Regions from separate parts of the Xenopus laevis genome. Here region 1 is linked to region 2. The links are chromatin contacts, called in public Hi-C maps. All regions are on one chromosome and are shown on one strand. Each heading gives the region's core, a stretch centred on a gene start, on an enhancer-like site or on the middle of the called end of the contact. The rest is flanking DNA. Distances are from core to core; before and after follow the strand shown.

Region 1 (6,131 bases), core at 2,721-5,220, 59 kb before region 2:
CATGATCCACAAAGCACTTTATTTACGTGGGCAGGATTTGAGGCACATGACACTATAAGCAAATAGCAATAGTTCGAAACTTCATGCAATTGGTTATTAAAATGAATAATATAAAGTTTAGGTTATTTTTACAGGGTATGCAGTGTTGCACTGTTCATGTACAGATGAAAAAGATTTGTATTTCATATTCTCTGAAAGTCGGTCATGACATCACAGTTTGTGCTTCTGCCCAACTGGTCGATAATCAGGGATTTATGTTCTGGCTGCAGTAAGTGCCATTATATTATGCAGTAAATGACCATATCATGTCCATATAATTGGCAGGCTGAGAACTTTCTTCTGTATTTCTGGTACAGTGTTATGAAAAATAAAACTGGTGATGGAAATGGTTAGGGTCCACCCATTCGTTGAAAGAGAAAGAAAGTATTCATTATTAATCTTTTTTTCCAGAGGAGTGATTATATCAAGGATCTCTAACATATGACTTATATTTACGAGTAGAGAGAGAGAGAGAGAGAGAGAGAGAGAGAGAGAGAGAGAGAGAGAAGAGAGAGAGCACCCATTGGTTATCATCTAGGCAGCTTCATCTTCCTTCCCTGGGGTCAGGGCTCTATTTTCTATACAGGCACACAAGGGCTGACTGAACTTTGCATTCATTGGTTGACAGTAGGACTGGGCAGTTGAAGGTCTAGTGCCTAGGGCATCATTGGACAAAATGCAAGACTGGAGGATTAGTTTGTTTAGCCCACAGGAAGCCACTTATATCTCCAAATTAAAGGGGTGGTTCACAGTTATTTTAGTATGTTATAGAATTGCTAATTATAAGCAATTTTCAATTGAAAAATAAAAACCTATTGCAAATTGTCTCTGAATATTTCGAAAAGTTCATTCAAAGGTGAACAATCCCTTAACAATACTGTCCATATTAGATTTTGGCAATTATGTCCAAGGAAAATATATCTTTTACGTTGTGTCCCTTTAAACAATTCAGAAACCCAGAAATGTAGATCATTTTGGCATTAGAATAAGTAAAAAAATAGCAGTGTTAGCTGATAACATTATGCTCATATTAAAAAATTTCATATAGAAAATGAAACCCTGCATATAAACAAATACAGCAATAAACTACATTTGGACATTACTGATAATAATGTTCTGTTTCTAGGATTGTGCAATACTATTTCTTTAAATGTTTCAAATGTGTAATAGTACCCACTGTTCCTGGATTTAATGTGGTTCTTGTATTTGACAGACTACTAATACAGTAATAATATAATTAGCATGAAAAATGAGCAGAGCAGGCCAATACAATATTTATGAGAGATGTAGCTGGATATTAAGGGCTTCTGTCAAATATGTGTCGGGGATGCGAAAGGCTACATCTTGACTTCCCACTCATTTCTATAATCATCTTGAGAGAAGTGTTAAAGGTAGAGTTCAGTGTAAAAATCAAAGCTGGATTAATAAATAGTCTGTGCAAAAAAAAAAAATTCTAATGTAGTTAGTTTGCCAAAATCTAATCTTGGAGAGGGGGGGGCACATTTGACATAGCTGTTCCCTTAGTTTGCTTTTGAACCTTAGGCTAGGGGCACACAGGCTGAAGGCTCCAGCTGCTCTCAGGCTGCTCTAGGGTTGCCACCTTTTCGGTTTGGTGCTGTTGATGTTGGGGGCTGATGACTTGAGGGGCGGGACTGATGACATGGCAGTTAGCAATTGGTTGATTGCCATGTCATTAACTTCAATATCCTGTCCGGATTTCCTAATTTGTAAATCTGGACAGGTACTTTTAACCCGGACAGCCCTTCCAAAATCCTGGCTGTCCAGGTGGAATGCGGAAAGCGGACAGGTGGCAACCCTAATCTGCTCCCTGCCCCTGCTCCACTGATTTGAATATGATCAACCTGCATGCGAATACACACAGATCGGGTTGCTACCTTTTCTAGAAATAAATACCGGCCTTCCTATGTTTTTATGGTGTTTCCCTATACTTAACATTGCAATCACACAACATTTTTACCGACCAGGCCGGTGGCAACTCTACACACAGAGGAGGTCAGCCCAGAGGGTGGTGGTGGGGGGTGGTGGTGGGGCCCCGGGGTGGTGGGGGGCCCCGGCTGCACAGCATGCACCAGGGCTCCCAGCTGTTAGTTACCTGCGGAGCTCAGGCTTCGAATCTGCTCCTCTGCTGCTGCTCTGTCTGCACCCATATACATTTCCTAAACTCAGGTGCAGGCAGACATGTTGGATTTTGGTGCTAAATTGCGAGATATTAAATTTCGTTCCAAAATTCACGAATGACTGCACCAGAGCAGAGGCAATGTTTGTGGGTGCAGGCAGAGGAGCAGCAGAGGAATGGATTCTTTGCATTTGTTTCTCCGCAGGCTGAGATCCGCATCATGTGGCACTAGCCTTATATCCCATGTGGCCCACTTCAAGTCGCTGACTAAGAGCTACAAAGGAGGAAGTAGTATACTGGCTATTATTTTAGATATTCATTAACTCCAGCCTTTATAGCTTACATTTTTGGCTAACTAACTATAACTTTTTGGCATTCAGGATATGATGTCACTGACATAATATTGTTGAGAATGTAGCTTCATCTTATCAATTCGCCTGGCGAAACAGACTCTGGGGAAAACGTATTGTTTTCCTGAGCGAAAATTTGCCTGGCAAAATGGTGCAAAACTTTTCTAGCGCTGAGCTTTTTCACTAACGAATTGTCCTCTTTGGCTTTTAGTAAATTGGCGATGAAATGAGAGGAGCATACAGCAAATGTTGTGTGGTACCCTCGATATGTGAAAGATTTTAAGTACCAGCTGTTCCTAAAACAATGAACACTTAATCACCCTGGACAAATAACCACTGTGGATTTTAAGGATTAAACTGTATAGTGTATGAAGATAGTATTCACTTCAGATTTTTCTTGACACCCATGAGCAGACAGCAAGCACACTTGCCTAATGTCTCATTAAATTCTGCCACTGACCAATTTGGTGTTGCAAGCGGGATTACCCATGGGCTTGCTTTGCTTTAATATACTTGCTTATTCTAATCTCTGATAGATCTGAACACATAACACTGTTGACCTCTGTATCTCTGCACTGAGTTTTAAATAGCACTGTTCTCTTGATCTCTGCACTAGCATTGTTGCAAAGAATCATTATGTTGAGTCATAGAAACTGGGGAGGAAAATTTGGGTCATAGCCCTAAAAGGGTTGCTGATTAGTGATATAATTAGCACAAGTGCATCTGTTAAAATGGCTAAGCCACAAGTGATTGGTCCACCTGTGCTCATAAAGACAGTTAAAGCACTCTGCACTGCAGTAGAGACTGCAAAATGACTTTGGCTTAGTGCATTCCTCCCTGCCAGACTGTTGGTTCATCTGTCTTTGTAGCAATTGCTCTCTAAATACACCGATATGTATCAAGGATTTGTCATCTCATATGACTTATATATAATTTTACATTTTTTGGCGATATCAGAACCATGCCTTATTCAACTAAAGTTACAATGAATCTGTTTCAGCTGAAGGTGATGCTTTATTTTTCATTCGTATGTCACAAGCACTACCATTTTGTTGGAGAGGTGGGTATGAATGGAGGAGTACTGTTAGGGTCCAGCATTTTGAATGATGAAAACCAGTAAGAGATATAGTTTTTCAAAGCCTCACAATGAAATATATCCTTATACATTGTGCTTAGTGGCATCATCAGTTAAAGGACAGCTAAACGCTAAAAATGTGTAGAAATTAAGTATTTTATATACTGAACTTAATGCATTAATCTAAAGGTTCAGTAGTGCTCTAACAGTAATGATGCAGGTCTTATACAGACCTCTTGGATTTTTTTTTTGGGAGTGTCACTGGCACACAGGGCCACTATCAGGGGGGCACTGGGGATACAATCGTCCTGGGCCCGATGGCTTATATATGTTAAACGGGGCCAGACATGCTACATTTCCTGGATTAGCTGCCCCCCCCCCCTGAGTTGCGTAGTTACTGCTCTTTCAAATCATTTAGCAATGGTAATTTTTCATCCTGTCAGTAGGTGGCATTGTAATAGAGGTACATGTGAGTCTACCATTTGTAGCTAGAATTCTGTTGGATATGATATCTCCTATCAGTTCAAAGTACAAACATCAGATACTTTCACTGGCTTTATAAAATAGATTCAGAAACGGGAAGTGTATTTTTTGTGTGAAATTAACTCAATATGAAACTCAAGTACAACTTGCTTACTGAATTCAAATTCAATCATTGTGCACACATGTAAATGGAATTTGCAATGATTATTGTAAAGGCGTGGGCATCTTCTTGTGCATGGATCTTGCATATGTAACTTATGACTGCTTTGTGTCCATATATGTATGAATGAACATTAGGGATGCATAGATATTTCAAAATGTTAGATGATCATAACGCCTGAGTGTAGTCTGGGTATTGGCAGTAGTTGTAATTAGATGTAATTACAATTTTCCCTCAAACCAGCAGCTGCTAATTTATTATTTTATATATATATATATTTATTATATCTTGAAAAAGGTCCCAAGAGGGATCGAAACATTGGAGCACTGTGATGTGTGAAAAATAAAATCACTTGATTTATTAATAAGGGAAGTGCTGGCCTGGGAATGCTTTATTCCAAATTGTGCGTGTGTATATATATATATATATATATATATATATATATATATATATATATATATATATATATATATATATATATATATATATATATATATATATAAAGCCATGAATATCTTGTAAATTATATCCTTATAAACGGTGAGTTCTGATGTCATCAGTTATAAACGGTGAGTTCTGATGTCATTTCTGTCACATGACTCACTGAAACTTATGTATTATAATAAATAAAGTACCCCCAGTTGCAAAATATGAGGATATTAGAAGTTAGCTCTGAGTTCCATGACCTGTATAAAAACACTCGGCCTTCGGCCTGTGTTTTTATATGGTCATGAAACTCATCAGTAACTTATAATATCCTTATAATTTACAAGAGGGGGTACTTTATTCACTATATATATATATATATATATATATATATATATATATATATATATATATATATATATATATATATAATAAAAATTGCAGCAGGCGACGGCACTCCTAGGAATTTCACCAAAACAACAGTGGTATGAATCAAAGGTGAGGTTTAATAAATCCTACGTTTCGGTTCCTAACCGGAACCTTCGTCAGGGAAACAAAAGTTTGGTAAAATTCCTAGGAGTGCCGTCGCCTGCTGCAATTTTTATTATATATACTTTTGACTGGCACCCAGGGCGAACATGGACATGTGGTTGTGCGTTCCTTATGCCCTTCTTCCATATATATATATATATATATATATATATATATTATATATAATATAACTGTGCTCTATTGCAAAGTGTTTAGATATGTGTTTCCCTAGCCTTATGTTACCATAATAAGTATGCCTCTATGTCTCGTGACTCTTGTCCCTATACACTCATGCCTACACATTCTAATTTGCTGTTTGGCAAAAAGCTTCTATTTACTTTCTTTACCAGTCAGACTGTTATTGGTATAATCTATTGGTAATCTAATCAAATGTTCTGTGACTTAACTGTACAACTTAGAAATGCAAAGAAGTTTTGAATCTCAATTAAATCGGTTGCCTGCACCTTATGACTATGTGTCCCTTATTTGCAATAAACCCTTACCACTCCCATTAAATATTATAATACCATATTATGCTGGTTTATTTCGTTTAGGAAGCATGTGCTTAGTAACTGTCCCATACAGTTAATGATGCTTTTTCAACTCCTGACCGATATAGCATGCCTTTGAAAGAAATGGCTTAGTGGTTTGGCCCTACACTAAATTGTTCATTAAAAATGTACTCTGACTCATTTACTCCGCAAGCTTGTAAAGTAGTTTATGGGGACAAAATCCAAGGAAGAAAGAATTGTAGGAAGAGTTAAAGTCATATTTGCAGGTTTCTTTATACAGCTGAAAACATCCAAGTATAACACCTTAACTATGTACTTTGGCAAAGTCGAAGGTTCCACAGTGGTATGGAAAACGGCTGGTCTTGGAGTGCTTACAGTGTGAGTGCCTGTAGTGTTTTACATGGCAATCTGGATCAAG
Region 2 (5,954 bases), core at 3,130-5,629:
TGTGGTAAACTGAATATTTGAAGGAAATCGCGATTTACCCTCTTCCCCCCCCCCCCATCACATTTCTTTGTCCTCCTTAATGATCCTGTTAAGAATGTCGAGTGAAAGTCTTTGTGATCTCTTTCCTGTCTTTGTGATCCATTTCTGTCCTTTTTGTGACTGGTTTCACTCAGTCTTCATTTGTGGCCGTTTTTGTTGTTATAAGGTTTTACGGGGAAAAAATAAAAAGTACATGAAGCACCAGTTCATATTTGAAACAACATGGGTTGATTCGTCAATCCATTAAGAATTTGGAACAGGAAGACAATCATGGTTCTTTGAAGAACCTTCAGATAAATGAGAACCAGAAGGCCACTGAACTGAACTTCATAAGGTCTCCTTAGCTCACTCTTTATCTCCTAATGAGAAGCTCTTTCAAGAAATGAAATGAGTGACGTTTGCTGTCACTGAAGCCAGGCCAAAGCAACAGAACTTCTAGAAACGTGGTTTGTGGCCTAGAAGACTCCACTCTGCAGATATAAACCCAAGTTTTTGTGTGCCCTCCTACTGATAACATTCAAATCAATTAATGATTTGGCTGTTTGCTTGGGTTTCCAAGGACAGCCTGAGCCAGCAACGTAACTGCAGAATCTTGAATATGTGCATCGATGATGCAGATATAATATGGTCAGGCCTTGCCTACACCACTCGATTATGCTTCTGCCCTGCTTTCTTCAGTGGACACGGCAAATCCATAAGCAGCATGGCTAGAGACTGGGGAGAAGGAAAGTGTGTGAATGTGCTCAGGGCTCTTCTTCCCACCTAATCCAATGCTTCTTACTTTTTATAGTAAATGCTAATTTTAAAGCAGTTTGGAGTGAAAGGAACTTGCGCGACTGTCCGCTTCCACCAAGGAAAGGAAATGACAGTGCCCTTTTCACAGGGCTGGCCGTGTGTTGTTCCACGTTATATACGCGGCACTTTAACTTCTTTTGAACTGAGAGTTTTCTTTTTCTTTTTATTGTAAATGGTACAGTTTTATTGTACGGGTGCTAAAAAAATACAAAAAATATTAATTTCAAGGTCTAGACAATCCAGTTATTTAACGTATTGGTGGTGGGTTGGAATTTTTGTAGAAACCCGGAATCTATACTATGTAGCATGTTTGGGGGGGGGGGGCTTGGTCTCTAGAGATCTCCCTTGAGATCTTGAGCATTCAGGGGACCATACTGGTATTTTAGGGAGCCATATCCAGCTCGCTGGTCTCCAGTTGGATAGCCCTCAGTAAATGACAAAGATATTCGAGGACACAAATGAGTTCTGTGACTTTTAATATCTTTTATAACACACAATAAGCAAAATGTAGAATATATTTTGTTATCATATTCTCCAGTTAAATTTGTCGATTAGTGATGTCACTTTGAATCACATGGCTTATTGAAATGTCTGTATTATAAGGGATAATGTAAACCCTGTTGGAAAATAGGAGGAAGCTGGCTCAAGACCTGTGTAAAAGCTCTCATGGCTTGCATCCTTTCATTGTTTGAGGTTTAGCTTGCTAGTTCTGAACAAAGGAAATCCACCAAATGAAGGCATATAGTTTTTATGGAGGTTGGAGGAATTGAGGAAGGATATCATCGTAAAACCCCTATAGATATGTTTAAATTAAATCTGATAGCTGAATAATACTGGAAATAGTACTGAAAATCGAGGAAATGCCTAAAGCACAACATAGTTGTGGATACACTATTCTTCAGTGAGTCATGTGACACAACACTAAGTACCATTGTTAACTAATGATCTCATTAAGCAGCAAGGAAATATTTACTTGTGCATACATGGTGTCCAGTAATCAGGGATGCACCGAATCCTCAATTTGGTTTGGGATTCTGCTGAATCCAAGCCTTTTCAGTAAGATTTTGATTCTTTCGAATCCAGGTGCCTGGCCCAACCAAATTCGAACTCCAAAAATCATGATTACAGCTTCACGGTTAAGAAAAACTGTAAATATTTTTCCGTACATCATGGGGCTCATTTATCAAAAATCAAGTTTGTGTTTTTTCACAATTTGAGAAAAAAGCCTGCAAATATACTCAAGAATGTTATCAAATAATCTGTATTTATTAAAGAATAATCCCACAAAAACTCACAAGAGAAGAAATATTAGTTATTTTAAATCCTTGCTTTTTTAGACACTGCATTGCTAAGAGTCTAAACTTTTATTTGACTATCAGCCCTATAACTCAACAGGGATTTCCAATTAAACACTGCAGAATGCAGAGAATTTCCTGGCTGTTCCCAGAAGAATGCTCCTCCCCCTCCCCTGTGCCAAATTCCATCTCACTGGATCATCTCAGGGTCAATTTGGCTTATATGACCAAAGGGACCATGCCCATTTTATAGGTCACACACACTTTAACAAAAAAAAATCATTTATTAACTTAATTTAAAATCAGAAATTTGAATAAACCTCTTATTTTAGTGTGATAAAGCTTATATTAAATTTTCCTTTTTTTTGCAATAGTTCTCCTTTAAAGAAAACAGTACAACTGGACTTTTATATGATCCTGGCAGCTTTTAGATGACAAACTGTTTTCTTTGTTTTAATGCATAATAGGTTATGCATTTTTCGTAGTTTAAAGTAATTAGTATAATCCACAATTCTTGAGCTAAAAGATATGATTCAGGGAAAAGAAATAGCTGATGTATAATTAATTACAAAGCCATAAAAGCTCCAGCAATAAACGGCAGTAGAATGGAAAGGCTCAGTGTCAGTCAGCATGGCTCCATCACCAGATGTCACCTTTCCAACAAGTCAAATATATGCCCTGCCTAGAGCTGCCCTGGTCAACTGTTATTACTTCTAGTAGTGTTATGTGCCAACTGAAATGATAGGAAAGACAAGTGGCATCCCTATAACATGATGTACTGAGAACTATAGACAATAGCAACCCAATTGCATATTGTAATGAAATAGCATTTAAAAAAAAATGAGTAATTAGAAATGGGATCTTTAGAAGAGTAAACAGTAAAAGACATGGGATGTAATGTATGTTATATGAAATGAGAGGCAATGGGTACTGACATAACAGATATAGTATTTAAAGTTTAATTTAGATTACTCACAACATTTGGTAGGAAAAATTATGTCCTAAATGAATGCAATGTGCCAAATTCATGCATTATTCATCCTCAACACAAGGCACGATAAATACAGTGCCAATTTAATGTATAATGCCTCTGGAACACATGACAGCATACTTGCAGTACCAGTTTCATGTATAATATTCCGGTACACATGGTAAGTTTAAAATTGTGTTGGTTTCCTCTATAATATCACAGAGTCCTGATCGCTTCAAGAGTATTTCTCTATTCCCTGATACTTCATCCTCTGTCCTATCAACCCCCTTTCCCCTTCTAAACCCCCTTTCCCCTTCCTGTCTCGTGCTATGTCCGAACCTTTGTGTCCCCATTCTTTCTTTAGTTGTTCTCATTTCTCCACCCCTTCTTCTCCAACTTTGGTATATTTGTTCATTGTTCCCTGTGCTGATTATGGTCAGACCAAAAAGAAAAAAAGATCTGCTGTGATTAATTTTCTGGATTAATTTTACTGAAGGGCACTGGTTGGAATCCAAAAAGTGTCACTTACATCAACTACTATGGGGCTAGAGCAATTGAATTTGTGACATGCTCTTGGGGGTGATTTGGGAAATATTAATACCCAGCACTCACTTCCTTTTATCCAGGTGTATTTTGAGGAAACACACCATGGTAGATTGCTCACTCTGATGCAGAATGTAAGAATGCATGGGTATTGGTTATCCATCTTGTACAACAAGCTGCGTGTCAAGGGTTAGGTAGGGGGTGCTGTAGAGGTTGATGAGGAAAGGGTGAGTCCTTGAGGCTGGAGCTGTATGTGCCTAAGGGGACACAGCAAGGAAAAGGCAGGAACAGGGTAATGAGGGCATAGAATCTGAATGGGAGACAGGAGCAGACTAGACAGGAACAAGGATGGTGTGGGCGTAAATCGGGAACAGAAGGATAGGACGGTGCAGGTGTAGATAGGGAGCAGACTTGAAAGCATAAGAGGCAAGGTCAGGTAAGAACAAGGCAGAATAAGGTTGGGGCAAGACAGGATCAGAATAAGGCATGGTAACAAGGCAAGTAGGCTAGAGCAGGAACCTTTAGCTATGGGCAATGCCACAGTGCTAGTATAGGAACACGGCAGAAGCCCCACTCCTGGGGGCAAAGGACACGGCAGAAGCCCCACTCCTGAGGGCACAAGACAAAGCAGAAGCCCCACTCATGAGGGCACAGGACACGGCAAAAGCCCCACTCCTGGGGGTACTGTATTCAGAGGCAGCAGACCCTGCTGGGGAGCCGGTACAGGGGACAGCTGCTGGGGAAGCCCTTCTGTGGCTGTAGACAGCGGAGGCTGCTGGGGGAACGGCTCTAGGACTGTGAGCAGCAGAGGCTGCTGGGGAAGCCCCACTGGAGCTGTAGGCAGCAGAGGCTGCTGGGGAAGCACAACTGGAGTTGTGGACAGTGGAGGCTGCTAGGGAAGTCCCACTAGAGCTGTAGGAAGTGGAGGCTGTTGGGAAAGCCCCTCTGGAGCTGTTTGCAGCGAAGGCTGAGGAGTAGCCGGCCCAGGAACTGAGGCAGACAGCTGAGGAGTAGCCGGCACGGTAACTGAGGCAGACAGCTGAGGAGTTGCTGGCCTGGGAACTAAGATAGAAAGCTGAGGAGTAGCCGGCCTGGGAATTAAGATAGACAGCTGAGTGGTAGCAGGCCCGGAAACTGAAGCAGATTGCTGGCGGATAGCCGGCCCTAGATCAGGATCAAATTCATCTAGAAAAGCCAGCAGAAACTGAGCAGTATTATAGATTAAAGGGGATCTAATTCTCAGTAAGTTCTCTGCTCAGAATATAGCTTTACCTTCTATCAGGAAGAAAATTATGTTAGAAACTTGCTCAACTGGGGGAGCACTCAAAAGTGTTCTTTCTTGGACAGGAGCAGTACTTCCTCTAGGAAGATTACAGTATCTGCGAGTCAAAATAGAGTACCGAATCAGGCCCGAAGGCACAGGAACAGCCTTTGCAGACCCTTGTGGCCTGAGCATTCTGTCAAGGGTTAGGTAGGGGGCACTGTGGAGGTTGACGAGGAAAGAGTGAGTCCTTGATGCAGGAGCTGTATGTGCCTAAGGGGACACGGCAAAGAAAAGGCAGGAACAGGGTGATGAGGGCATAAAATCTGAACGGGAGACAGGAGCAGACTAGATAGGAACAAGGATGGTGTGAGCGTGGATTGGGAGCAGACTGGAAAGCAGGAGAGGCAAGGCCAGGAAAGGTCAGGTCAGGTAAGAACAAGGCAAAATAAGGTTAGACCACAATCTCAATAATTTCTCCAAAACATGCTATTCAATAAAAAAATATATTTTATTCACATCAGTAGTTAAAAAACATGTATAGTAATCCCTCTAACGCCTAACGCGTTTCATGCTTTTCATGCGTTTCATGCTTACCCAGCACTTAGTCATAGGCAGAATCCCTATTTTGATCTAAATAAAATAAGGTTAGGGCAAGATAGGATCAAAATAAGTCAAGGTAACAAGGCAAGGAGGCTATAGCAGGAACCTTTAGCTAGGGGCGATGCCACAGTGCTAGTATAGGTAGCCAATGCTCAGGTGAGGAGGACTGCCTTTATATAGGGCAGGGTCAGCCCTGATTGGCAGACCCCAAACCACCAATCAGGCTGCTGCTGGGCTATAGCTGAAAAGGCCAGGTAATAGATATTGAGCAACCCTGCAGACTGCTAACCTGGCCCAATGGTTAAGGTGCAAAGCCAAAAACCAAAAGGTCCCTGGCTTGAATCCCAGCAGAGCCTGACACTGTGGTGTCAAGCACAAGTGTCAGGCAGACAGAGGGGTGTGCAGAGGCCACATTGAAATTATTTCTCCTTCTTATACCCCTGTTTCT

The links. Hi-C and Micro-C count contacts between places; a contact is called where the count stands out from the background.
Region 1: a contact with region 2 is called in a Hi-C map of the XL177 cell line, with 2.0 times the contacts expected there. The contact joins two enhancer-like sites.

What each region holds. Positions count from the first base shown.
Region 1 is chr8L:46,756,905-46,763,035 of Xenopus_laevis_v10.1, reverse strand. No RefSeq gene overlaps it. Among protein-coding and RNA genes, the nearest start is that of bcorl1.L, 16 kb to the right of the region's middle. Within about 2 kb of position 3,970, at least 2 of the 7 cell types and tissues checked have an H3K27ac peak or open chromatin away from gene starts, as enhancers often do.
Region 2 is chr8L:46,698,461-46,704,414 of Xenopus_laevis_v10.1, reverse strand. bcorl1.L (BCL-6 corepressor-like protein 1) reads left to right here. Exons shown (of 14, transcript XM_018229887.2): 14 at 1-1,061. Among protein-coding and RNA genes, the nearest start is that of LOC108698908, 27 kb to the right of the region's middle. Within about 2 kb of position 4,379, at least 1 of the 7 cell types and tissues checked has an H3K27ac peak or open chromatin away from gene starts, as enhancers often do.